Regions from separate parts of the Mus musculus genome. Here regions 2, 3, 4, 5, 6 and 7 are each linked to region 1. A link is a contact called in public Hi-C, HiChIP or PLAC-seq, Micro-C and promoter capture Hi-C data. All regions are on one chromosome and are shown on one strand. Each heading gives the region's core, a stretch centred on a gene start, on an enhancer-like site or on the middle of the called end of the contact. The rest is flanking DNA. Distances are from core to core; before and after follow the strand shown. Region 1 holds the start of Fam155a (family with sequence similarity 155, member A). Region 2 overlaps Fam155a (family with sequence similarity 155, member A). Region 3 overlaps Fam155a (family with sequence similarity 155, member A). Region 4 overlaps Fam155a (family with sequence similarity 155, member A). Region 5 overlaps Fam155a (family with sequence similarity 155, member A). Region 6 overlaps Fam155a (family with sequence similarity 155, member A). Region 7 overlaps Fam155a (family with sequence similarity 155, member A).

Region 1 (2,983 bases), core at 289-2,788:
CTCAGGGTCTTAGGGGTCCTCTGCAGGAATCCTCCAAGATTAGGGCCCCCACTCAATGCTGGTGAGGTGTACTGCAGTGCTGGTGCTTCCCTGGAGCGGGGAGACCTTTTGTTGCCGCTTACTTTGGAGGAGAAAGCGTGGTCAGACATGGAGTACAGTGTGGTCACAGCTGCAGCACACACACAGTGTCGGTTAAACAGCACCGTGTAGGCAGACACACAGATGCACACACCCCGCATCCTTTCTGACCCATAAAACCGATTTAGGACAAAACCCAAACGCAGTGGAGCTCTCTAGAGACTCAAAAAGCGTTCAGACTGAGCCTGCAAAGTCACCTCGCCCCTCCTCTAATCAGCCTCCTCTTGCAGAAGATTGTCTAGCGAGGGAAATGATACCCAGTCCCTAGTCCCCAACAGGGACCTCTTAGCTGCCCTCTGGTGTCTGGGACTTGTCCCCTAGACAGCGGGGTCCTAAGGAGAAGCTGAAGACCCAGGTCAGCAGCCTTGGCCACTCGGCCCACGTCTTGACTCTGAAATAAAAAGTGGGGAGGGATCGCAACCCCTGGGCAAAAGCCTGGGTGTACAGGACCCGGAGGGGGCGGTGGACAGCGGGTCTTCAAGCTGCCGGGGCGCGTCTTCGTCCTCCGCCCCGGGCCAAGCTGCTGTCACTGCACCAGGATGGAGAGACCTCGGGGCGGGAGGAGATGACGCAAAATCCAGCGCTCCCCCCAAAAAAGTGTGCCTCCAGGACGAAGATGGCGGCAACTTAGCCCGGGGACTGAAGATGACTGTGGCCTCGGGAGGCCCAGAGCAGGCGACTCGGCCCCCGGCGGCGCCCGCGGGCAGACCTGCAGCGGCCGCGGCGACAGTCGGAGCGCGGGGTGGGGGGTGGGGGGGAGGGACAGCCCCGCCGGCGGCCGCCCAAGCTCGGGGCGCGGGGAGAGCCAGCGCGAAGTAGGCGCGGGAGGCGGAGGAGAAGCCAGCGACGGAGAGGAAGGAGGAGGAAGAGGAGGAGAAGAGGAGGAGGAGAGGAGGAGGGGAGGCGCTCCGGTCGCCGTCAGTGGGCAGCAGAGACGCGGCATGCCCCTGGCAGGGGAGAGCGGGCTGTCCTCAGCTGGGCCATGGGGACCCGCGCGCTGACAATGCCGGGGTGATAGGAGCAGCGCCAGCCACCCAGCCACCTCCACCACCATCACCTCCCGCACTCAGCCTCCCCACCGGCCAGCACAGCACCAGCCTCCGCGTCTCTCTCTCTCTCTCTCTCTCTCTCTCTCTCTCTCTCTCTCTCTCTCTCTCTCTCTTATTGTCTCCCACTCTTCAAGGGATGGGGTCGGCTGATGCTTAGGTCGGAAGCAAGATCTTCCTCCAAAGTATGGTAATATTTATGTAGGGAGAGAGAGAGAGAGAGAGAGAGAGAGAGAGAGAGAGAAGAAACGGGAGGAGGGGATACGGAAATTAAACCCTTTAAGTCAATGCATATTGTGGTGACACCGGCACAGGAGCCCTCACGGTGGAGTCGGCCAGGGCTGTGCGTTCCCAAAATATGACCAGGGGTGCTTGGATGTGTCGGCAGTATGACGACGGCTTAAAAATCTGGTTGGCAGCACCCCGGGAGAACGAGAAACCGTTCATCGATTCAGAGCGGGCTCAGAAATGGCGACTGTCTCTGGCTTCTCTCTTGTTTTTCACAGTCCTGCTCTCTGATCACTTGTGGTTCTGCGCCGAGGCCAAGCTGACCCGGACCCGGGACAAAGAGCATCACCAACAGCAGCAGCAACAGCAGCAACAGCAGCAGCAACAGCAGCAACAGCAGCAGCAGCAGCAGCAGCGACAGCAGCAGCGGCAGCGACAGCAGCAGAGGCAGCGACAGCAGGAGCCCTCCTGGCCCGCGCTCCTGGCCAGCATGGGGGAGTCCTCGCCCGCCGCCCAGGCACACAGACTCCTCTCCGCCTCCTCGTCCCCCACCCTGCCCCCCTCCCCGGGAGGCGGCGGCGGCAGCAAGGGCAACCGAGGCAAGAACAACCGGAGCAGGGCTCTTTTTCTAGGAAACTCTGCCAAGCCGGTGTGGCGCCTAGAGACTTGTTACCCCCAGGGCGCCTCCTCCGGCCAGTGCTTCACCGTGGAGAGCGCGGACGCTGTGTGCGCCAGGAACTGGAGTCGGGGGGCGGCCGCGGGGGAGGAGCAGTCGTCCAGGGGCTCTCGGCCAACTCCGCTGTGGAACTTGTCGGATTTTTACCTTTCATTTTGTAATTCCTACACACTTTGGGAGTTGTTTTCGGGGCTGTCCAGCCCCAGTACTTTGAACTGCAGTCTGGACGTGGTGCTCACGGAGGGCGGTGAGATGACCACGTGTAGACAGTGCATCGAGGCTTACCAGGACTACGACCACCACGCTCAGGAGAAGTACGAAGAGTTTGAAAGCGTGCTGCATAAGTACTTACAGTCGGATGAGTACTCGGTGAAGTCCTGTCCTGAGGACTGCAAGGTAGGCACAGCGGGTTCCTTTCCCCTTCGCTGCGGCTTTTTTTATGTTTGATTCGTTTATCTGGCTCCGGTTTTGTAAGTTTAATCATTGTTTATCTGGCTATGAGAACTTGACTTTCTGATGGAGTTGGGGACAGCTGGTAGGTTGCTGGTGGCCTGATGCCCTTCTTTTCAGAGCTCTTGGTACATCAGGGAAGTCTATCTTCTAAGATAACAAAGTCAGGGCTTGAGCTGTTTCTTCGAGCTTCGCAGTTGGCGCATACTATTCCTTTCAGGGAAATAGAGAAGGGACCAACACACGCAGGTAGCCAGAGGGAATCATTTCTCCACTTCTAACATAATCAGGTTGGTTGGTCAGAGGAACAGAAGAAAGTGTAGCTGTTAATGTAGGGAGGAAAACAGTCAAACGTACACATTTTGTGGGTTTTATGGGCTAGCTTTCATTCTTTAGTAAGTCTGAAGGCCTGTTCTCTTTAAGCTTCCTGTTTTCTCTTAGACAG
Region 2 (2,877 bases), core at 169-2,668, 470 kb after region 1:
CCCACAGAGACTGAAAGGAGAAATGAATCAACTGCCCTGATGACATCGGGGCATCCAGAAGCATCCTATGCAGGCTTAGAGCATCCGGGAGACGTGGCCAAGGCACCGTTTGCATGTCCAGCTCAGCCCTATTAATCAGTGAGACACAACATGAGACTCTGATGCAGACAGCAATGACTTGTGACTAACAATGTGGGCCTTCATTTTTCTAACTTACTGCAAATCTCTTTAGCCTGAGTGTCACCTGAGGGGCCACCAGCCACCAGTCATTGTCATTGTGTGGGTGACTCCAGCCTGGCTCAGAGGACCAAGTCCCACCTTGATATCTAATCTGTACACATTTTCATTCTCACTAGCTCGTTTCTCTCAGCTCTTGAAACCCCAGGATTATATTTCACTCATATTTTACCCAGTTGTTTCCTCTGCCCTCAGCACAGACTTTCATTTTCGGTGCTGTTGTGGCCACAGACTTTGTCCAATTCATCCTTAATAAACACTTGCAAAAATAACAGCATCTTAACATCAGGTCAAATTCATCTCATGTCAATTTAATTTTTATTTTTCAATATTTTCATACATGTTCATACATGCATATACTCTCTTTGTGTCAAATCTATTCTACTTCCTTGCCTCCAAGTCTTACCCTATCCTCTTAGCACCTTTTCTTCCTTACTTCATGTGTTCTTTCTTTCTTTAACAACAACAAAATTGAGTACACTTACTGCCTATACATTTAAGGTGTAGGGCCATCTGCTGGGCATAAGTGGCTGCCCAGTGCCTACATCCCTGAAGCAAATGCATCCCTTAACAGACATAAATTGTTAATAACTGCTCCTCAGATAGGAATGGGACTTCAGAACCTGGTTCTCCACCATCCTTGGGTTTGGCTGCCATGGTCTGATGCAAGTCTTGTGCACACAATCCCTGCTGCTGTAAGTTCATGTGAACCACAGAGCTGCTGCTTCCAGCAAATTCTATTCTGCTGCAGTTGTCCATTCGATCTGCCTCTTGTGTCCAGCCCTCTTGTTCAATGTCCTGCATGCCTTGGGAGGAAGAGTGTGATAGAGATGTACTATTTAGAGCTGAGCTCTTCAGAGACTCTTGTTCTCTGCATCAGCCTTGAGGGTTTGCACACAGAGTGAAGTACTGTGTTGAAGCAAACTCCTACCTGTTGCAGAAACTAATGCCAAAAATAAAAACTTAGAAAAGAAGTATTGTTTTTAACATCAATATTGGTTCCTAGCTTAGTCAGTCTTTAACCCAGTCACCCCTAGGGTATAGCATGACACACTTTAGCAGATTTGGAGCTGTGGTAATGAGTATTCACCATATATTCTGTAAAGTTTTAGCACTACATAAGCTATATACAATTCAATCCTAACTGCTTTCAGTGGCACTGTGGCAGTGTATCCCCTAGTCATTGTTCTGACACATTGAAAAGCAAGCGTAGGAATTGATCACACATAAACCATAGCTGCATGCTAGAGGCTCTCCTCCAGAAATGAATTTTGGCAGAGAGAATATAGTCTTCAAGACTAATGTTAATTTGATATTGCATAATTTTGTTTTTGCTTAATTAATCCATTTTTAAAAAAATCAGATAAGGAAATGCATATGCAATTGGACACGGAGCCAAATTGCAGTGGTTTGTCTTAAGCAGTTTATTTTGAATTTCCACTGAGTTTCGCACAACAATTTTCAGAATGTTATTTTGGCAAACATTTCTCTTCGGTCCTGCAAGCTCTGGCATTCTGACGGCCTCAGTCAGCTTCTTGTAGAATTTACACTTACAGTTCAGAGTGTCGCCTTGTATCAGACCCGAGGTTTCTGCAAGTGCTTTTGGGAAGCATTGATTAAGATGATTCTCCCCCGAGTACACAGGGCTGAATCTTTGCAGGTGAGGGTGAGCATCATGGCCTTAGAGTTCATTCTGGAAACAAAGTAATAAGACTGTGATATAAAAAAATGGACACTCAAAACCACAAGAGCCCAGTGCTTCACTTACAAAGCCAGCAGCTGCTGCCTGTTCCTGTCCTTCCTCCATAGCAGCCATTGTCCTCCCTTCCTCCATAGCAGCCATTGTCCTCCCCTCCTCCATAGCAGCCATTGTCCTCCCCTCCTCCATAGCAGCCATTGTCCTCCCTTCCTCCATAGCAGCCATTGTCCTCCCTTCCTCCATAGCAGCCATTGTCCTCCCTTCCTCCATAGCAGCCATTGTCCTCCCTTCCTCCATAGCAGCCATTGTCCTCCCCTCCTCCATAGCAGCCATTGTCCTCCCTTCCTCCATAGCAGCCATTGTCCTCCCTTCCTCCATAGCAGCCATTGTCCTCCCTTCCTCCATAGCAGCCATTGTCCTCCCTTCCTCCATAGCAGCCATTGTCCTCCCTTCCTCCATAGCAGCCATTGTCCTCCCTTCCTCCATAGCAGCCATTGTCCTCCCTTCCTCCATAGCAGCCATTGTCCTCCCTTCCTCCATAGCAGCCATTGTCCTCCCTTCCTCCATAGCAGCCATTGTCCTCCCTTCCTCCATAGCAGCCATTGTCCTCCCTTCCTCCATAGCAGCCATTGTCCTCCCTTCCTCCATAGCAGCCATTGTCCTCCCTTCCTCCATAGCAGCCATTGTCCTCCCTTCCTCCATAGCAGCCATTGTCCTCCCTTCCTCCATAGCAGCCATTGTCCTCCCTTCCTCCATAGCAGCCATTGTCCTCCCTTCCTCCATAGCAGCCATTGTCCTCCCTTCCTCCATAGCAGCCATTGTCCTCCCTTCCTCCATAGCAGCCATTGTCCTCCCTTCCTCCATAGCAGCCATTGTCCTCCCCTCCTCCATAGCAGCCATTGTCCTCCCTTCCTCCATAGCAGCCATTGTCCTCCCCTCCT
Region 3 (2,700 bases), core at 201-2,700, 370 kb after region 1:
TAATTAAGCTAATAGGACATGTGAGTAAGCATCTAAGCATTCTTTGAAATGTCTTACATACTCTGCACATGAGGTAATGGTTCTTAAATCATTGGTGTCAGAGCTTTAAATTTATAGGGATTGCTCTGTAAGTAGCAGAAATTCTTAGTAGTAGTATAGAGTGGTAAGGAGGGGTTTGAGGCATGATATAAAATACTAAAACTGTAATTGACTGCATTATTCTTGTCTTCATAGTAAGGAGGGAAATGTTCCTGTGTCATACTGACACTTAGACGTTCCGGTAAAATCCTCTACGTAATGATTCCTGGTGAAGTGGCAGCATCCGTCACATCTTAGTTATTATTATTGTCTCCATGGCAATTCATGTCAGATAAGAAATGAAAAGCCATCAGGCCTCCAGCTTATTCAGTTTGAGCAGAGATGGCTACTAGAAGCTTGCGGGGACAAGGGGTGTCTCATAAAATAGAAAGAAATAGGTAGTTTCCATTTCAATTGCAGTTTTCCCTTTAAGGCCCCTCTAGATGTCAGTATGCACATCTCCCTTTCCATCATCTGTACTGATCATAAGGATATTGATCTCATCTGTCATCACTGTAGAACTCAGTTAGGGAACAGGCAAGGGAACAGAAAGCCACCACTGAGGAGCTGCCACTAACAAGTGTGTCAGACAATTAGCACTCAGGAATGCCAAACTGCATAGCTCTCTGTGTGAAGAGCAAGATGTCTTTGTGGCCTCAGAGTATCTTCCCATAGGGTATCTATTAATTACAGAGGGGGAAATAACCTGTAATGGAGAAACTTAGCAGACATCAGGTTATACAAAGACTGAACTCGGTGTTGTTAGTAATGGACGTCCCCTGATGTGAGCGATGCAGTAAGACTGTTCTCTGTATAATTCATCCAACATGCTCATGGTAATGGAGACAGACTTTAGTTACATAACAGCAGCAGCAGGGAAAGGCTGTGGTTCAGGAGACCTGAGGAGAGCATCCTAAGCACACAGCACAGACCAGTTTTGCAACAAAACATCTTGCAGGGAAATAATTTGAAGATTGATATCCAGCATATAAAATTGCTCTAAAGCTTTGGCAGATATGCAGGATTATACATGTGTCTTAAATAAACTCATAATAATAATTGATTGCCATTCCAGAGTAATTTCAAAGCTCAAAATGCTATTAGGATTCCAAGATTTATTTTTTCAGAGATTTAATGTGAGACTGCTGTAGATTTTCAGTCAGAGGCAACAACGCTGAGGTGGATTCAGCATTGGGAAAGCCGAGGGCGGGATTCATTCGTACAGTCCCCACACTATCTTGTGATTCTCTTCCCTATCATCAGAGAAAAATACAGAAGAAAAAATGTTTTCAAAGACTCAGGTTGGTTTGATCACGTTGAAATAGCAGCTTCTGGTGGTGAAAGAGACCTGCTTTAGAAAATGGGTTTTTCCCACCAGGGAAGTGGAAAATTCTACACTGCACCACCAGAGGCCACAGCCTGCACTGCAGAGCAGACAGAGCGAGACTTACAAGCTTTGCAGCCCCTCCTGCCTCTGACCCATGGCCTCCCACAACCTGCTCGTGTTACTAGAACCACTCTAGTAACTTTGTTACTAGAACCACTCTAGTAACTTTGTTACTAGTTCTGAATTGGGCTTCCTTCATTTAAATCTGTTGAAAAAGCATGTATCAGTATGTTCCTGTTTCCCAGGGCAGAGATCCATGGAGCCTCATCCTATGTGTGAATAAAACTGACAGGGCTCAGGGGAGAGCGTTCCTTTATTAGTTTCCCCATGACCGCTGTAACAAACCACCGCTCGTGGTCATTTTCTTACTGTGTAGTTCTCAGGCCAAAAGGCCCAGTTAAGCTTCAGTAAGATAATAAGTAGACGTCAGCAAGATTTTCTTCATCTCAGAGGGCCCAAGGAGGTATGCAATGCCAGCAGCTACCTAGTATTCCAGTTGGTGAACCATACAGTATCAATGGCATCTCTCTGACCAACCTAAGCTTCTATCACCATATGTCCGTGATGTATCTTCTGCCTCCTGTACTTACAGTATCCCTCAAGGTCTCAAACGTATCTTCAAGTCTACTTGTCTTTTGAGATGTACTTTTGTTCAGGTACTGAAGAAAAACAGGGGACATTTGGTGAGTTATTATCTGCCTGTTTCTCTTGGCTTGCAGTAAGAACAACAGTAAGAAGGGATTGTGAGTTTGGGATAACAGCCTACCTTTGATGTATTGAGCAGATTCTATTAGAAACCCTAAGGAGACACTGTCATCTCTAGATGAAGGCATAAATGCAGTTGTCACCTTCTTGGTGACAGCCATCATGATCTTAGTTGACAGCTATAAACTCTCTAGGAACAGCGTCCAAGACTTGCAAGCTTTAGCAGAGTTCACTTTTGCTAGAGGCGAGTATCTGACTTCATGATGAAAAGTGAAATATGTAATGTTTTACATTATATAAGTAGCATAATCATGGCTTCATTGACTTCTTTCTCTTAGGACACAAAGAAACATTCCTTTTGTAGAGTTAAGTTACCAATATACAATATATACATGGATGTATTTGAAAAATACCCATTTTAGAAATTATCTAAACAAATTAAATATCTAGGTAAGACAGCGTGATGATTAATTGTATTCATTTGCTCTTTTTACAATTGAAAACCCTTTATTGCCATTGCTGATTATAAA
Region 4 (2,752 bases), core at 89-2,588, 510 kb after region 1:
GACTGCCAGGTGGTGTTGGCATGCACCTTTAACCCCAGCACTTGGGAGGCAGAAGCACATGAGTTCAAGGGTAGACTGATCTACAGACGAAGTTCCAGGACACCTAAGGCTACATGAGAAACCCTGTCTCAAAACAGCAGCAATAAAACTCTTGGACCAGGAAGTGTTCTGAAGTTTCTGCTTGCAACCTGTACTGCATTAATGAACATGCATTAATGAGAAACAAAATATATACTTATGTATTTTACTGTCCCCCTGTTAGCCTTTCCTAAAGCAAACCCTGTGTTCAGTATCTTTATTCACATTAATTAATATAATATTAATTTGTTAGAAAGCTGTCTGGTTGAGTGTTTTATATTGTCATGATAGAAAATTGTACTTTCAGTTGTGTGTGCAGAGTCCCCTGCACTAGCCTCCTTCACTAAACTGGAACGCCAATGTCCATTAGAATGTCCCATGGGGTGGTAATGTTATTTACCTGTATTGGACAATGGGTGATGGAGAACTTGCAATAGCTCTGGTATAACAGAGGAGCTAGATTCTATCTCTAAATTAGTCTATGATTAAGTATCTACATGGGTAGGTATCATTTGAGGGTAGGGGTAGCTCTAGGGAGAAAGAAAGGAAGGAAGGAAGGAAGGAAAAAGGGAGGGAGGGAAGAAGAAACAAAGAAAGAAAGAAAGAAAGGAAGGAAGGAAGGAAGGAAGGAAGGAAGGAAGGAAGGAAGGAAGGAAGGAAGAAAGAAAGAAAGAAAGAAAGAAAGAAAGAAAGAAAGAAAGAAAGAAAGAAAGAAAGAAAGAAAGAAAGACTATTAATTCAAAAGTTCTCCGGTTAACTAGTCTTTAGGCCACAGGGAATCTTGAGTCTTGACTTGCTTGTGAATGCATTACTTCCAAGAGCTGTCTGCAGTCCCAGAGTAAGCCTTAATCATTTGGATAACTAAGCCAGCAAGGGCTCAATGGAAATGATAGCTTGTGGTCTGAACTCTGAGCCTGCTATTCTTGCTTCAGAGAGCACCCGGGTATTATACAGTAACAGCCCTCACGAAACATCTTCTTCCCATTTCCCTTTGTTTCCCCTTCTATTGTTCCAACAGTCACCCCATCCCTTCAGGGAGTCAGGTTTAACTTCTTCCTGACTCTTTTTCACTTCACCATTTAGAGGCACTGCCCGTTCCCATCCACGATGGCCGTGGAGGATCTGATAGGCAGCCACAGTCTTGCATCATGCTCTTCGGAAGTGCGTGTTTCCAGGAGAATGCCCAGCTGGTGACGACGGTACTCTGTTATTCCTTTCCTCTCTGAGCCTGTCTGTGAGCAGATGACAACCCAGCAGACTCACATTTCACAAAACTGCAGCCAGCCTTTGTCCAGGCCTCAGAGAGACAATGGCAGGGGTAGGGTGGGGAAGTGGATCTTTTGTTTGTTTCATGTTTCCGCCTGTGTGTCCAAAGCTCCAGAGTCATTTCTTAATATCTGTAGCTCTCTTGCTCTGTTCTAATCTCATTCCACAATCATTGCCTTTTCTTTCCTACATTGAATTAATTAAATTCCCTTTCAGTCCCAATAACATATCAGATATCTCCCGAGTACCACCTGAGACAGGAGCCCCCACCCCTTCAGATGCTATGAGCCCAGTTTACATTTAACTCATATACAATATTCTTTTGCCTAGTATTTGAGACAGCATTTTCATTTTTTTTAATGTTAACATCATTTTACTAAGGACTTTTCAAAGGTGATTTCTGTGTTGTACTTTCCTCTGTGTATGTAAGAATAGAAGATACTAGGGATAAACCAGGAGCCTCACATGTTAAGGGCTCCACCATCCAGTCACACTGCTGTTAGGATTTAAATAACATTAAGGTGCTGTTGGATTCCATACAGACTAAATTCACGGTGGGGTTTTTCCATTACCCATATTGAACAAGATAATACAGTAAACAGATTTGGCCTCAGTATATTTCAGAAATTTTATTTTAGTTCATGATGCTGGATACACTTTTAAGGTAAATAGAATTTTTCTTTTGACCTTAAAATTTGTCTCTGTTGATATCGAATGAGAGATGATAACCACGTTTCTAATGGTTCATCTGCTACTTTACCATTATACATGTCACCCAATAAATGATGGATTAGTTAATGAATTGACTAATTGAGTGTACCATCTTGAGAATTGAACCCAAGGCATCATGCATGTACGGCACGTGCTCTACCCATGAACTGTGTCCTGGGTCACAAACAGATTATTTTTCTGTAGCAATTCCAATTATTTCCCTTTTTTCTCTTTTATGTTAATCCAAGCAGATTAAAAAGGGCAAATTAATTAAAAATTAATTTAAGTAAGGAGACCTTATTCCCCTGGCTAGAAAATGTTCAGTTGCAAACTCTGTGTAAATTACTACAAATGAGAAATAAACCCTTTGCCCGTGGCTGTAGAACACTGGAGTTTCTGGAGTAAAGATTCTCATCTGAAGATGCCTCGGTGTGGGAAGGAATGTGTTCCTAGGGCTGTGTGGTACCACTTAATTAGTGGCTCCTTCCACTATAGACAAAGGTCATTGGAAGGTGAGACCTTCCATTGCAGACTGCATTCAAATATGACATTAGGTCATTTATCATCAGGAATAGTGTCCAGAGTAGCAAGTTTCTTTACAAGCAGACTAAGATATATGTATTTTTATTTAAGTAGTCTTACATCATTCTGTGTTAGCAGCAGCAGAGAATTTTGGGACAATCACTTTGAAAGGAGA
Region 5 (2,916 bases), core at 179-2,678, 340 kb after region 1:
CAGGGAAGTCCCCCAGGGCTGAGGACCCTGATCTGAGGCAGGAACATGGAGTCACATTTAGAGGAAAGGAGATTGCCATATAGATGCATAAACTTTTTTATGGTGCTACAAATCGAACCCTAGACTTTGTACATACTAGGGACTTGCTCAGTTGTACAGGCTGTATTTAAACTTGGTCTGCAGCTCAAGCTGTCCTCAGACCTGCCACCCTCCTGTCTCAGTTGGAATTACAGATCTGAACCAATACGCCTGGCCAATTAGTTCATTTTTGACATTATTTTTTATAGGGAACTTTGCAGAGTGGTTTCCTTGGGATTATTCTACACATATCCTTTGACTGTCAAAGCTCCCCGATTTTTCTGGAACATGTGACCTCCAACCATTTCCCATGCTCACCCGAGAGACGCTCAAGGTCACTTCCCATGATTACACTGGGCAATGTTGAATGTGCCATTTTTATTAACTGAACAGCTTAAAAGCCAGGGGCTTTTCTCAGGTCCTGTGACTCACACCTGCATCCAGTGCAGGTTCTCTCTCCTCCTCCTGACGTTTATGTTCTTTGAATCATCCCCATACTCTACCTGGGTTGTTGCTTCTTCTTCTTCTTCTTCTTCTTCTTCTTCTTCTTCTTCTTCTTTTTTTTTTTTATTTATTTTATTCTCCACTGTACACATAGAAGTATATTATGGAAATTTTCTTACTGAAGTGTGACACTCTCATTAACTGTGTTGGTCAGAGTTCTCCAAAGGGGCATGATCAGCAGGCAAATTGCCTCATGCAACTGTGGAGACATCAGGTCCAACACTCCGAAGCTGGAGGTCAGCAAGCTAGAGACTGGGAAAAACAAGTCCAAAGGCCGCCGCCTGGAGACAGAATTTCCTCTTTGTCAAGGGCGGTCAGTTTATTCCTCACAAAGCCTTCAAAGGATTAGAGAGGGCTCTCCATGCTGTAGTGTTTTATATGTTTTGTAAACTGGGTGGTTTTTTTTTTTTAATCAGAATGCATTTATTGTAGATTAGTGTTCGCTCGCGTATCTTTCACCATGGCTTAGGAACGTTGACATCAGGACAATTCATTACACTGTGTTAACCGGTTTGGTGCAGAGAGCAGAATTGCCAGCAGTGGGACATTTTTGATGATGTCAGCATCTCTGCCTGTACTCAGGCCCCTGACATTCTATGGTGTCCTTAGGTAAGAATGTGTCAGATGACACGGGAAAAGGAAGCCAAACATCTCGGCTCCTGGTGGCCCTTCAAATACCACACCCTCTGGGAGCATTGCCAGCTCTTAATTAGATGGAGCCCATCTATTCTTCCAGCCCTCTCATCATGTCTTCCTTGGAATCTCACTCCCCCGAGCCTGGGCTGAAGGCAGCATGTCAGAGTCATCTCCTGTCCTCCCGGGACACAGCCTTTTATGCAATAGATGCTTCAGAGCTCATGCCACGCAGGATCACAAGACCAGCTCCAGACTCAGCTCTGAGGATCTGTTTCTATGCTTTGTTGGCTTAAGATAATAGTGTTTACATAATAATAACATGCTGAAATGTGAGGGGACACAAGGCTGGATTTCCTTACTTCTTATGCTAGAGTTCGGAAGAACTCTAAGAGTGAGGTATTGTTGGTTATGTCTACTGAGGTGTTTACTGGTGACCACAAGTGACTCAGCATTTCAATGTATCACAGTTTTCAGGGACTTTCAGATTAGGTTAACCTTATCAATTCACAAAATATTCAGCCTCAAAACACAGGTGTATCCCTAGAACGCCTGTGGCTGACTGGGAGGACTTAGTTTCCCTTTAAATGTCTGGGAAGACTAAGTCTTCCTTCACCTTCACTGTAACATACACTGTAGTTCCAGCATCAGATGATGCAAGCTTTCTAGTTTCATTTTTTCTTCTGAATTTTTTTTTTATAAACAGACTATAGTGATATTTGTTGATACCAGGATTGGCTCTGAACCCAGTGACATCACACCTAGGTGACAGTGACCAGCACATCTGTTGCCAAGGCAACCACCACCATATTCCCAGAATCCACTTGGCTCACCTCCCACCTTCACCTGTGAACAGCTATATCACTATCCAAATAAAAGGAAGACCCCTCCGACCCCTGGCTCTCTCATCCTCTCCTCCTTCTCCGCTGCCACCTCTGCCCTTTCTTCCTACAATAAACCTCACATGGAACTGTTTGGCTTGGTGTGGTCTGTCTCAAGCTGCACTTCTAACGCAATATTACTAACCAAAGGAGTTAAAAAAAGCTTTTATAAGTGTATTTTGTTTAAATGTAGGCATTCTACAGGGATACCACTTTCAGTGAAAAAAAAAATTCATCAGAATTTTAGTAATCACATGATCTCATGTTATCATTATTTGTATTCTTTAAAATTTCCCTTTGGTCCAGAATAAAAATGTTACTGTCTTATAGTATAAATGTACTTTGGGCCCAATTCATCCTGCAAATGTGGTAATTTATATGATTTTTAGTGAAGTCAAAAATACTGTGAGGCTGATATGCTAGGAAGATTTATATAATGACAAAATAATGAGATTTGGATGAAAGAATGATTCAGTTAATGATAAGCTGAAGCGACAGGGAGGCGGGCATCTGCAGTGTTTGTACTGCGACAGCATGCCTTGGTTCAGATCTCAGCTCACCCACTACTCATTAGCTGTATAGCCCTGGTCCATTCAGTCAGCCTTGACTGACCTCTGGTCCTCAAATATATAATAAGCTTACCAGGGCTACAAATGTGAGCGCTCTGTCATCCCACTTGACTTAAGACTGTTTATCTTTCCGTATTCAGGTGATGAAAAAAGTAACCCCTCTGATAATGAGATGTTTTTCAGTTGTTGTTCTTTTGTGAAACCGAATTACTTGAGTCTAAATTTCTTTGAATTTCACATCACTTTCGAGG
Region 6 (2,999 bases), core at 282-2,781, 320 kb after region 1:
GCTTTTCATGCTGTGCTGATTTTCATGGTAATCGTGACACTCTCTAACAAAAAAATTAAATCCTTCATAATCTAAGTCTGAGGTTGAGCACAGAAGTTGTTAGGCTCTTTGCTTTTTAGTTGTTTCCTTCTGTTCTTCGTTTTTGAGGCTGTTGTGGTTGGTCTGCTCTTGGAGATTTGTGACATTTACGTCTGTCCTAGTTTCATTTCTGTCAGTGTGATAAAATGCCCTGACAAAAAGCAATTTATGGGAGGAAGGCTTGTTCCAGGTTACAGTCCATTCTTGCAAGGAACTTGAAGCAGCTGAGTCCCATCTCCAGAGTAGAGAGAAACACTAGCACACCTGTCAGTTCTCAGCCCCCTCTATATGGGATAGGATCCCCATGCCTAGGAAATGGCACTGCCCAAGGTGGGCTTGGGTTTCCCACATCAATTAATGTAACCAAGAAAATCTCCCAGAATATGCCCACAGGCCAGTTCATCTACAAAATCTCTCACTGAGAATTCCCAGATGATTATAGATTTGTGTCAACTTGGCAATTAACTCAAACCATCTCTGGGACCAGATGTAACCATGCTCCAGCCAGCTTCTTCCTTTAAATGTTTACCTGATCTGGGGCCTTTTTCACAAACTGTTATAGGAAAAGCAGAATTAACTCAAAAGGTGATGAGATCAAGATACCTGTGTCTGCATTTTACTATTTTTGTGAAACAGTTAACTCATCCCACCTTCTAGTATTGATGAAAATACAGAATTTGTGAGATGAATGGATTTGCTAAAGAAATCAGAGCTGATGAGTGTCATGGCACCTACCATTCAGATAGCTCAACTCATGCTTTATCATTGAAATGACTTTAGTTCATTAGTATTTTAATCAATGACTCAACTATTACAATTTCAAGTGTATTATATTACATTATGCAACTGGTATACAAATATATTAATATATGCACTATTGATATGCATTACCATGTTAAATATTAGTAATCTCCTTCTGTTGCTTATTTGCTTGAAGCATTTATGACCAACCTCAAAGATTCTAATATTCATTATTACACAGGCAGATTGTAAACTGCTCTAATGCTTTGAATATTTCAGAGACTGTGTAGAATTTTCTGGGATGTTTACCCCCTCGGCCAACCATTTCTCATCCTGAAGGCCAGGCCACAACCCATTTGAGGGTCGAGGGACCCTTTCACAAGAATGACCTAAGACCATTGGAAAACACATATGTTTACATTACAAGTCATAACAGTAGCAAAGATATAGTTACGAAGCAGTAATGAAAATAATCTTGTGGCTGGGGGTCACCACAGCCACACGAGGAACTGTATTAAATGGGCGCAGCATAAGGAAGGGTGAGATCCACTGCTCTAGAGTGTCACAGAAAACAGCTAGAGTGCCTCCCGTGTTCCCACCCAGAGCCGAACAGTCATGCAAAACTTTCCAATATGGTGAGTCATGATGGATGCATTTTTAAATAGCACCGCACAGTAGATATTATTTCTGTTTTTCCTAATCCTCGGGCTAATCTCTTTTTATTGTACAAAGTAGGATTTCCAATGAGACAGTAGCACCCAGAGTGGGTGGTGTGGGAAACGGCTCAGACATGGGCATGAGTGGGTAGTGCATCCTGAGAACATCCAGTCCATTTGTGTCATGTTTTATACCCTTGTTAGGACAGCTGTCCACCTCTCCCCCACTAACCTGATTCTTGATGATCTGCCCAACAATGGATTCTAATGTTTCTGCATATATTTCAATAAACCCAATAGGGTATATATATTTTAAATAGAATCAAGAAAGTAAGACAATTTAAGGATCAACCAACATGAATTTATAGTAAATTGCTCATATTAAGACAGAATTTGACTAGCCCTGTAGACCTCTCTGTTGAGCATTTCCACTGTCCCTTTCTTTTGGGGAACTTAAATCTAAGATATTTATGCCCAGATTAAGGTAAGGAACACAGAGACAGGTTGTATGTTTTAAATATGTGTGACAAGCTTAAGATAAAACAGAGAGGCACAGGATGTTTGTTTTAAATCTGTGCCCTACTTGAGTGGCCTGTGCTGATTTTTTTTCTTATATAACCTTCTTTCCTCTATCATGAAAAAAAAAAAACAAACAAAAAACAAAAAACCCAGGCATCTACAAAAATGCTTGAGCCCACACAGCTTAGCATAAAATTCTATTTTATATCAGAATAATAGTCTCCCCTTGGATAGATGACTTCATGTTCTCTATACCCTGACTCAGGGTTGGAAGGGGCTACTTTTTGTTGTTGTTTTATAACCTTCAGGAAAAGAGAACTCACTCATTTAGAAACTGATGACCCAAGAACTCCAGTTTCTTTCTTCCCTCATGCTAGAACACTCAGACATGTTAACTTTCCTGATAACATTCCAAACGTGTGATAAATTTTTAGTATCTATTTTCAAAGCTACAACCACCCAGAAATATACCCCAAAATACTTTACAATATACCCCAAAAAATGGAAAGGATACAACTGCATTGAAAAGTTTTAAACAAATGTTTACAGCAATACTATTTTATTTATTATAGTCAAAAGTGGAAGCAATAGAAATTATGAAGGACTATTGTAGCAACATGAGTAATGGAGATTATTGAAGAGGGCATAAAGGCATGAATATGATATGGAATGAAGTTCCTAGCTACAAAATGGATAGATCTTGGCAATACTGCCAAATTGAAAGAAGTTAATCCCAAGACACACACATGAGTATGATTTTACCATCATACTTCTCTGGGACAGGAAATAGAGACATAAGCAAAGCAACAGATAATCTGTCTGTCCCCCTAGCAGGTGACTTACATCTGTACCAGGCAGACAAATGTTATCTGGAAGGCTTGATCAGTATATCCTAAAATTTAAATTCAATGACAGTCACACAGATATGTCAACTGTTGAATCATAACTTAAACCAGCAAACTGCACTGTGTGTGAATAATGTCTCGATAAATGGGCATCTTAATT
Region 7 (2,700 bases), core at 15-2,514, 410 kb after region 1:
TCTTAATTTGTGCCAAAACCACCACTGTTCACTTTCCTTTGGTTATATAACTTGATTTGCACAACCATATAAGGCAGGTATGGATGTTATCATGTTCCTACAGATGGGCAGACAGATTTTCAGGGACCGATTGGCCTGCTAGAAACTCAGCAGCCAATGTAGGATGGAGATGAACCAGAGCAGGTTCAGGCCAAGTCACACAGTGACCAGTAGATACCAGCTTTCCCTTGGTACCTACCTGCCTTAGCAAGGACGGCGACAATACATGTCTCAACTGTCTTCAGTTTCTTCCCCTTTTTTCTATCAGATGGATTCAGTCTGCTTTGTGTTTAATCTTCTTTTTCTATCATGCAGGTCCAGCTTGCTTTGTTTTTATTGAATTTACATGCAAATGGAGGATATCTAATTGAGAAAAAAATCAATATAGAATATTCACATTACCTGTATCTGACTAGGAGAGAAATGCATTGCTTAGCTGTACTTAATTAGATTATAATCTATTCACTAGTAAATGGACAACACCTGTGGTTTTCAGTTGCTAAAGAGAGACAAATTGACAAATTGTGGAGGGAAATAACAAATAACTTGTTCCTTTAAAACTTTAGTAATTACTGCATTATTTTGTTAATAAACTCCCAAGATCTCTGCAGAACAACACAAGGAGAAGGCCAATCTCATTCTCGGGAGAGGTGGGGACACTGCCTCAGAGCGTTCATGCAGTGTGTCATTTGCAAAGAATATAATTCTAAAGCAAAGGCCTTGTGCTTGTAAGGAGAAAATGAATTAAAAATGACTCACAAATTTATCTCTCAGGTAAGTAGACAGGCTGTTCTTAATTTTATAATTGCTTCTGAGTTCTCAGAAGTGCAGCTTTAATTTAAAGTGGACTATTCTTACAGCCCAGATGTTGGGTTTTCTGGATAGAAACAACAAATGTTCCTGGCAAAGTGTCTTACTAGCACCAGACAACAGAACTTTTCTCCTTCCAGTGTGGTAGTGATCCCTGGAAAACACACTTCACATTAGCAAGGCATAATTATTTCCTTTGGGAAAAAAAAAAGAAGAAGAAGAAAGAAAGGTAATTTGCTTGTGGAACGTGTAGAGGCACTGTATATGCCAAACTTATACTTTTGATAGCTTTAGAATTAAACAAAAAAGATCAAAGGTAGCCCTTACATGTCAAATGCACAAAATGAATGTGTATACAGGGGCTGCTATTATGTAAATTCAATAAGCCTGTGGAATCCTAATTTGTTCAGCTGAATACTACTGGAAAGCTTTAGCTTACAAATGAGGTGAAATCTGACATGGTAAACTAGGTGCTATAAATAACCTAAGAGCGCCTCGCTTACTTATTTATTATAAAAGCAATGGCTATATTCCTAAAGAAAGGGTTGAGGAGATCAGCAGCCAATTTCTTCCTCCAGGAGGCTGTGAGCAGCAGTGCAGAGCTTCAGGGCCTGCTGTTCTCTCCAGAGTGGAGCCACTGCTTAGAAGCTGCAGATGTCCTGTAGGTATGCACTAAAAAGGATCCTTACAGTTTAATGGGGTCGTGGAGGGCTTGGAATGTGGACACCTACTAACCTGTAGCATCTTAACCTGTAGGAAACGCAGCAGGGCCAACATGTGGCACCTGTCCATCTTGCATCGCCATGTCCATACCTTGTAGTCATTGACCACCCCCACCTTGCACTGCTATCTTTGGGCACCTGGGCAATCAATTCCCCTGGACCTTGCAGTTTCCTACTGTCTGCTTCACACAGTGTTTACACTCTAAAGCAGAACTCACACCAGCCGCTTAGCCCAGAGCTGATGAATCACAGGGACTACAAAACAGTTTATGCATGAGGAAGGAAAACGAGGTGGACTGCCCTCAGACGATAAGATGGTTCTTAGTGTCGACCTGTAAAGTGTGAATATCACTCTATTCTAGCAAGTGACCTAGCATACCTCAGAGTGAGTAAGACAGGAAAACGTGGAGCAGTCTCGCAGGTGGGAGGAGCCTCAGGACAAGGGGCACCCAGAACCACCGGTGTGGGGATCATCCCAGAAGCAGTAGGAGTAAAATACTGTGAGCTAAAAATGCTACATTAGTCCTTGTTCTTAGTTGTGACAAACTGTGGTTATGTAAGATACCAACATTAGGAGTCGGAGGAAGCGATTGATCCAGCAACTCTGCCGTAAAATCTAAAATTATTCAGAAACTAACAACAACGCACCGTACTGAAGAGCCGCAGATCCAGTATAGTGCTGAGGACGTGAGCTCAGCTCTTCCCTTCTGCTGGGGTTATCAATAAAGATGGATTACTTAGAGGCTATCACCCACATGTGGGCATATATGTACTGAGTATATGTATATGTATATGTATATGTATATGTATATGTATATGTATATGTATATGTATATGTATATGTATATGTATATGTACTCTCATATATGTACTGAGTACATGCGACATGTGCCAAAGGGCACATGATCATGTGGAATGGCATTCATTTGAAAACTGTTTTTGGCAAATATCCCATTTCAGACCCTTGGTAGACTCCCTTTTGCTAAGAACTTTTAAAGCAAAAGCCAGCCATTGTTATTCTGACACAGTTTATGGCAGTGGCTCTCAACCTTCCTGATGCTTCCTTTAGTATGGTTCCACATGATGTGGTGACCCACCAACCATAAAATTATTTTCATTGCTACTTCAT

The links. Promoter capture Hi-C pulls out the DNA fragments that hold promoters and counts their contacts. A called contact is a pair of places that touch in the nucleus more often than the background predicts. HiChIP or PLAC-seq counts read pairs in DNA pulled down with a chosen protein or histone mark.
Region 2: a contact with region 1 is called in a Hi-C map of cortical neurons, with 3 times the contacts expected there. The contact joins the enhancer-like site here to the promoter of Fam155a in region 1. A contact is called at or near these places in 12 of 39 promoter capture datasets (the 3T3-L1 cell line, the HPC-7 cell line, cranial neural crest and 7 more), 3 of 484 Hi-C or Micro-C datasets (cortical neurons and nephron progenitors), 7 of 115 datasets of contacts at active chromatin or transcription factors (VIP interneurons, embryonic basal ganglia, embryonic forebrain and 4 more) and 1 of 9 other capture datasets (embryonic stem cells).
Region 3: a contact with region 1 is called in a promoter capture Hi-C map of hippocampal neurons, with 8 times the contacts expected there. The contact joins the enhancer-like site here to the promoter of Fam155a in region 1. A contact is called at or near these places in 7 of 39 promoter capture datasets (cranial neural crest, embryonic stem cells, hippocampal neurons and 3 more), 8 of 115 datasets of contacts at active chromatin or transcription factors (embryonic basal ganglia, embryonic forebrain, embryonic hindbrain and 5 more) and 2 of 9 other capture datasets (adipose tissue and pancreatic islet).
Region 4: an H3K4me3 HiChIP or PLAC-seq map of forebrain shows a contact between it and region 1, with 10 times the contacts expected there. The contact joins the enhancer-like site here to the promoter of Fam155a in region 1. A contact is called at or near these places in 3 of 39 promoter capture datasets (cranial neural crest, frontonasal cranial neural crest and second pharyngeal arch cranial neural crest), 8 of 115 datasets of contacts at active chromatin or transcription factors (VIP interneurons, astrocytes, differentiating embryonic stem cells and 5 more) and 1 of 9 other capture datasets (pancreatic islet).
Region 5: a contact with region 1 is called in a Micro-C map of the AtT-20 cell line, with 2.9 times the contacts expected there. The contact joins the enhancer-like site here to the promoter of Fam155a in region 1. A contact is called at or near these places in 5 of 39 promoter capture datasets (3T3-L1-derived adipocytes, cranial neural crest, embryonic stem cells and 2 more), 3 of 484 Hi-C or Micro-C datasets (the AtT-20 cell line and cortical neurons), 6 of 115 datasets of contacts at active chromatin or transcription factors (SST interneurons, VIP interneurons, embryonic forebrain and 3 more) and 2 of 9 other capture datasets (adipose tissue and pancreatic islet).
Region 6: a contact with region 1 is called in a promoter capture Hi-C map of hippocampal neurons, with 9 times the contacts expected there. The contact joins the enhancer-like site here to the promoter of Fam155a in region 1. A contact is called at or near these places in 9 of 39 promoter capture datasets (3T3-L1-derived adipocytes, cranial neural crest, embryonic stem cells and 5 more), 9 of 484 Hi-C or Micro-C datasets (brain, cerebellar granule neurons, cerebellum and 3 more), 8 of 115 datasets of contacts at active chromatin or transcription factors (SST interneurons, VIP interneurons, embryonic forebrain and 5 more) and 1 of 9 other capture datasets (pancreatic islet).
Region 7: a contact with region 1 is called in an H3K4me3 HiChIP or PLAC-seq map of forebrain, with 6 times the contacts expected there. The contact joins the enhancer-like site here to the promoter of Fam155a in region 1. A contact is called at or near these places in 12 of 39 promoter capture datasets (cranial neural crest, embryonic stem cells, frontonasal cranial neural crest and 6 more), 9 of 115 datasets of contacts at active chromatin or transcription factors (VIP interneurons, embryonic basal ganglia, embryonic forebrain and 6 more) and 3 of 9 other capture datasets (adipose tissue, embryonic stem cells and pancreatic islet).

What each region holds. Positions count from the first base shown.
Region 1 is chr8:9,769,578-9,772,560 of GRCm38.p6, reverse strand. Fam155a (family with sequence similarity 155, member A) reads left to right here and starts at 1,538. Exons shown (of 3, transcript NM_173446.2): 1 at 1,538-2,484. The coding sequence starts at 1,543.
Region 2 is chr8:9,296,817-9,299,693 of GRCm38.p6, reverse strand. The region is part of intron 1 of Fam155a (family with sequence similarity 155, member A); the gene reads left to right. Among named protein-coding and RNA genes, the nearest start is that of Gm39128, 130 kb to the right of the region's middle. Within about 2 kb of position 1,418, at least 3 of the 459 cell types and tissues checked have an H3K27ac peak or open chromatin away from gene starts, as enhancers often do. A contact at or near this core is called in cortical neurons, where this site is marked.
Region 3 is chr8:9,397,006-9,399,705 of GRCm38.p6, reverse strand. The region is part of intron 1 of Fam155a (family with sequence similarity 155, member A); the gene reads left to right. Among named protein-coding and RNA genes, the nearest start is that of Gm39128, 230 kb to the right of the region's middle. Within about 2 kb of position 1,450, at least 13 of the 459 cell types and tissues checked have an H3K27ac peak or open chromatin away from gene starts, as enhancers often do. A contact at or near this core is called in hippocampal neurons, where this site is marked.
Region 4 is chr8:9,260,242-9,262,993 of GRCm38.p6, reverse strand. All of the region lies in intron 1 of Fam155a (family with sequence similarity 155, member A), which reads left to right. Among named protein-coding and RNA genes, the nearest start is that of Gm39128, 94 kb to the right of the region's middle. Within about 2 kb of position 1,338, at least 9 of the 459 cell types and tissues checked have an H3K27ac peak or open chromatin away from gene starts, as enhancers often do. A contact at or near this core is called in VIP interneurons, where this site is marked.
Region 5 is chr8:9,431,068-9,433,983 of GRCm38.p6, reverse strand. The region is part of intron 1 of Fam155a (family with sequence similarity 155, member A); the gene reads left to right. Among named protein-coding and RNA genes, the nearest start is that of Gm39128, 260 kb to the right of the region's middle. Within about 2 kb of position 1,428, at least 4 of the 459 cell types and tissues checked have an H3K27ac peak or open chromatin away from gene starts, as enhancers often do. A contact at or near this core is called in the AtT-20 cell line, where this site is marked.
Region 6 is chr8:9,452,528-9,455,526 of GRCm38.p6, reverse strand. All of the region lies in intron 1 of Fam155a (family with sequence similarity 155, member A), which reads left to right. Among named protein-coding and RNA genes, the nearest start is that of Gm39128, 290 kb to the right of the region's middle. Within about 2 kb of position 1,531, at least 2 of the 459 cell types and tissues checked have an H3K27ac peak or open chromatin away from gene starts, as enhancers often do. A contact at or near this core is called in hippocampal neurons, where this site is marked.
Region 7 is chr8:9,362,110-9,364,809 of GRCm38.p6, reverse strand. All of the region lies in intron 1 of Fam155a (family with sequence similarity 155, member A), which reads left to right. Among named protein-coding and RNA genes, the nearest start is that of Gm39128, 200 kb to the right of the region's middle. Within about 2 kb of position 1,264, at least 3 of the 459 cell types and tissues checked have an H3K27ac peak or open chromatin away from gene starts, as enhancers often do. A contact at or near this core is called in forebrain, where this site is marked.